Regions from separate parts of the Zea mays genome. Here region 1 is linked to region 2. A link is a contact called in public Hi-C data. All regions are on one chromosome and are shown on one strand. Each heading gives the region's core, a stretch centred on a gene start, on an enhancer-like site or on the middle of the called end of the contact. The rest is flanking DNA. Distances are from core to core; before and after follow the strand shown.

Region 1 (2,700 bases), core at 30-2,529, 240 kb before region 2:
CATGACATATGTAAGCCATTTTAACATAATTTCATCATCTAGAAACAAGATAAGGTAATGTGCTTGAACTAATTCTTACATTCTGTTCGTTAATGGACTCAGATAGCTTCCTGCCTGTAGGCAGTATTTCCTCAAACACCCACATCCTTACTTCATCTTCAGAGAGAGAGAGAAAAAAAAAGAAATTAAAAGAGATGTGTACGTAGGTAATAATAATAATACAGGGAGTACCTAACATCAAACTCTGCATTGATCAGTCATAGCATTTACAGCAGTAGTGCTTATGCAGTTAGTGGGCAAAAGATGCAGATAGTGGCATGGACCATGCCCAATTGTCCATGCATAGAGGGAAGATTGGTGCATGACTGCATGTCTACTGTATATGGATGGAGACGTCCCACAAATTTATATGGATCGAGACCCCCCACAAAATTAAAAGATAAGATAAGATGTAGGCAAAACAATCTTAGTATGCTGGTACATAGGAGAGGATTATATGTATGCATCCAGAGAAAGGAAGCAAATTAGATATAGAATGATATAAGCGATCGAAATGGCAGCAATTGAAAATATTTGAAACAGAAGGAGACAGAGAATGCGCGTACCATAGAAGGAGGGCAGCTTGGCGGTGTTGGAGGCGATGAGGCGGGAGGCGACGCTGCCCCAGTTGCCGCTGCCAATGACGGCCACCCGGTACTTGGCGTGCCCGTTCTCCATCTCCATCTCCGGCAGGCGGGCGGGAGGACGGCGGGGGAGTGGTCCGAATTAAATAATGCAGATCAAGAAGCCAACCACACCGCCGCCCGGCCGGCGGCAACAGCTAGAGGAGATGCAATAATCGGGCAAATCAAGAGCAATGACGGACGGCCCGAACCTAGTAGCAGCAGGAGGAGAGGAGAGAAGGAATGTGAAATTGAAATTGAACGGAAGGGCAGGCAGAAGAATATAATGTCCTGCTGCCCGTGGTTATGGTTCGCTTAGATAGGTCGGAGGGGCGGAATCCCCAAGAAATAATCGCATGTGGTTGCTGTTTCCTTTCCTCCCCTCCCTTCACCGCTGCTTTGTTTTTGTTTGTTGGCAAAAAAACGAGGCGACAGTCGCTGCCATTTCGTCCTTGGGATTGAGGAAGACGGAGACGGAGACGAAGAGGAGGAGCAGGAGAGGGAGAAGATCCCGTCTCGTCTCGGGGGTATCGACCGACTAGGCCGCCCCGCCACTTGGCCCAGCAAAACCAAAGGGATCCATCATCGATTCGGGGCCCAAACCACCTCACCTCATCTTTTTTTTTTATTTATGGTTCATTCAACGCCGCAGCAAATAAAGCCAGACTTTGTATGGTCATGCTGGTATCCTCCAATTAGAGATGGCAATAGGTAAATACCCACCGGGTATTACTACCCCATACTCATACCTACGACACAAAAATAACCCCACCGGGTCACCCATATACACTGGCGGGTATGGATTTACCCTCATACCCATACCCATGTGGGTATGGGTCACCCATCGGGTCACCCGTACCCACAAAAATTATACAACTATCAAAATATTATACTATACAAATGGCAAGTATATCCATATAACTACCATTACAAAATTTTCTAGCATCATTTAACCATCCATTCAACACACCAAAGATAATTGGATAAAGTAGTAACACTATGATAATACTACATAGCACATTACATGTTCCATTACATGGTCATTAAATTGTTGTTAAATAGTAAAAAAGTTGGATGACTAAAGTCCAAGTTCATGCTTCGGATAAGTTTATATTGGGTATTTTATACCCACGGGTTAACGGGTATGGGTGAAGGCAGAACGTTCTAATACCCGTTTACCCATTGGGTGAAAATTTTTGCCCAATAACAGACCCACGGGTAGAATATTTAGCCCACATACATACCCTAATAGAGTAAATACCCATTGGGTATCGGGTCGCGGGTACCCATTGCCATCTCTACCTCCAATATGCACAGCATAGTACTATGTATGTGATTGCACCCCAGGCTCGGTTACCTCTCTCCCCTCCGGACTCCCCTTCTTCCTCCCCACGGTTTATGCAATGCAAGTGCCGCCTCTGGTTGTCTTGAACATACATACATACATACATACATTATATATATCTGCATACACAATACATAAAAGGGGAAAAAAATCGATAGAATTTTGGTACAAGCTTGTTAACATGACAACCCCAAGCAAATTAGTGATGATTGCCAAGCAACAAACTCAGGACATCCATCAGCTGTTGACATGTTTTTTTTTTGGAGAGGTAAGGTAGTACGTGAGCTTCGTACAGTTGCGGCGTCAACATCCATCCTCTGCTTCTGCTAGAGCTGCAAAAAACCACCGAATGCTGAATGTTCTGTGGCGACCTGCTGCTGTTATGTGGACGCGCTTGGTAATCAAGAAATTGGGTGCCTTCTGGATGTCGTAATAATAGTATATCCAGCAGCAGCTGGGAAAGTTACCTCGTGCTGTAATCTCTGGATCCTCCTATTATGTGCTTGTTCTCTGATGGAGACAAGGTTGTTCTTGATCTCGCTACATATCCTTCCTTCAAGGAGTCTCACTGGAACCCAGAGCTTGGGCTCCAGCTCAACCACGTAAGACAGTGTTGTCTCCAATTCCTGCTCCTCAGAATTCTCCCCACCAGCCTATGCAAAACGCATGACAGCGGTGTATACTCTTTGATCA
Region 2 (2,700 bases), core at 188-2,687:
AGGTGGGGTTCCATGAGACAGAGGACGACGCGGAAAGGTCCGGCGACGTGCTACCGGCGGAGGTGGTGGTGGTGGTGGTGCAGGGCCGCCGGACCAGCAGCGGCACCATGTCTTCCAGCAGCCCGCCGTTGGTGATGTGCTGCTGCTGGTGGTGGTGGTGGTCGTGGTCGTCGAAAAAAGCAGGTACATCGTCGTCAAGGTCGTAGCAGAAAGATGCTGCTGCTGGTGGTGGTGCTGGTGCTGGAGCCATGACAGCAGCTCCCAGTGGGCCGGTGGTGATGATGTCTTGTTGGGCCGGGCCGTGGAGAAGGTCGTCGTCCATGACGACGATGGGCTGTTGTGGTGGGCCGGCGCCGAGCTTGGGCTTTTTGGGCTGCGGCGGCGGTTGCTGGTGGTGGAGGAAGTGCGAGTAGGTGTAGTGCAGGTGGAGGCCCTCGTAGGTGACGACGAGCGTGTCCGGCTCGTCCGTCGACCGCTCCACCTGCTTCTTGGCGTTGCACCGAGGGTTCGTGCACCGGTAGTAGCTCCTGCACAGCACAGCACAGCACAGCAAACTTACTAAACAAGTCGATCTGGATACAGAATTGGGATTGCCAATGCACAGCTAGCTAGCAAGCACTGCCAGTTTTGGTGGCTGGCCAGACAGATCGGGTTGCACTCATTCATGATCAGTATCTATTATTGTACTAGCTATATTATATGTATGTATACCTTGGGTTGGGGCTGTTCTTGATGGATTTCTGGCCGTATTTCCTCCATTTGTATCCATCCTCCGCAAGGCTGCTGCCGTTCCCACAGGTCTTGATCTTGAGCGTGTACTTGTTCTCCATCTTGCTCATCAGCACCTTCTCCGGGGACGATAAAGCCCTATGTATATACACATACGCCATGCATTCAATATGATTCTTCATATATATATATATATATATATATATATATATATATATATATTATATATACACAGGAAGATAGATCGCGGATTGATGGATTAAGATCGAGCTAGCTAGCTAGTAGAAGACGCTCCAATATTTCTGATTGTGAGAACGAATTGAGCAGACGACGTACGTACCCTGGGCCGGCGGAGGAGTTGTTGTAGTTGCGAGCATCCACGTCGCCGCCGCCGGTGAAAGAGAGCGCGCTCTCTATGTCGCTGATGGTGGGTCCGGAGTAGACCGTGGAGATGAGCTTGTTGAGCATGGAGTCCCGCCGGCGACGGGGCCCTTCCTGCTGCACCGCCGCCTCGTCGACCATCATCATCATCAGCTCCTCCGGATCTGTCGTCCAGGAGTCGTACTTATTAGGCGGCGGCGGCACAGGCACAGCGACTGATGATGTCGACGATCCCTCCTCTTCCTCCATGGCAGACAAGCAGTTACAAATTAAAGCTAGTAGCTAGTAGTAGAGAGCGAGAGGAGAGGAGAGAGGTTGATGCATGCAATGCAATGCAAGAAGAAGCCACCAACCCAACCCACGGGAGGAGGGTGTATATATAACAACAATTAATGGTAATGCAACTATATGCATGCCGCTAATTTTATTTTATTCCCAATATACCCTCGACGACCCAGCAATTAATATATATATATTTCATGTGTTGTTGTGTTGAATCATTAAGCTGCTACGTATGTGTTGTTGATAACCCAAGGGTGCAATAACGACTAATATAATGCATTTGTGTCAACGTAACCACTAAAGATGACTAGCTAGCGTGCATGATTAGCTAGCTAGCTAGGTCGCCGCCGCATACATATATGGATCGATAAGGGCAGATGTGTTGAACCTGCTGCTGGCACCTAACCATACCCTTTTCTGTCCTAAAGAGAGTCCTACAAGTTTGTCTAGCGCCGTGGATAAATGGAGTAGGCCTCACCACACACTGCACACAGATTAGTAAAGCTAGCTACTCCTGCCTTGAGCTCTTTATTAACTTGCCTGCCCCAAACAAACTATATATTATACATGCATATGCATTAATGCATTTGCATTATTTGCTACGTATATGTATATATGTATAAGCAACATGTAATATATGTATGCAACTTATTATGTAATAAATAGTACGTACCAATTAATAATTAATTAATATTAAATGGTAACGCGCGAGGTAGCAAGTAAGCCAAGCAGATCGTTGTGAACCAAGCAAGCAACTTTAATTTATCTGCCCTATAACGATCAGTCTACGTACCAAACAAACCCAAACCCTTTTTTGTTTTCAGAATGAGAAAAAAACTACCGCGCGCGTCCGATCTGGTAACAAACTAACTATGTTTTGGTCGCATTAGGAGTTGACCTTTTGGGTTAGCATGCAAGCATGCTGGCTGTCCCTACGTGTATGTGTGATGGATGGATCACGATCGAGAGAGAAATCGAAGAGAAAAAGGCAAAGGAAAGGACCAAAGGCAATTAATAGGCCGGGGAGACGAAGCCAGGGGATACGACAAGGGGTTGACCTGACCTTGCCTGCAGCGCCGCGCGCGGGATCTCATCTCATTGCTTGCATGCATGCATGATGTCGTCGTCGTCCTCGTCCATATGCGATGCATGCATGTCCCATGCAGATACGATATATGCTGGCTCGCATGCATGATGCATCTATCTATCTATCGTCTCTCTGTCGATAGTATATACTATATCTCTAGTCGATCTAGACCACCCATGCATATGGTCGTATACTCGTATGAATCGATCTACCGCATGCAT

The links. Hi-C and Micro-C count contacts between places; a contact is called where the count stands out from the background.
Region 1: a contact with region 2 is called in a Hi-C map of leaf, with 7 times the contacts expected there. The contact joins the promoter of LOC100284124 here to the promoter of LOC100191206 in region 2. A contact is called at or near these places in 3 of 25 Hi-C or Micro-C datasets (ear, leaf and tassel).

What each region holds. Positions count from the first base shown.
Region 1 is chr3:146,726,529-146,729,228 of Zm-B73-REFERENCE-NAM-5.0, reverse strand. LOC100284124 (glycerol-3-phosphate dehydrogenase) reads right to left here and starts at 1,279. Exons shown (of 11, transcript NM_001157021.2): 1 at 606-1,279; 2 at 80-156. The coding sequence starts at 723. LOC100193309 reads right to left here. Exons shown (of 4, transcript NM_001367020.1): 3 at 2,475-2,660; 4 at 2,085-2,339. The coding sequence ends at 2,334.
Region 2 is chr3:146,482,950-146,485,649 of Zm-B73-REFERENCE-NAM-5.0, reverse strand. It overlaps LOC100191206, which reads right to left and starts at 1,437. Exons shown (of 3, transcript NM_001136641.1): 1 at 1,070-1,437; 2 at 712-867; 3 at 1-527. The coding sequence starts at 1,359.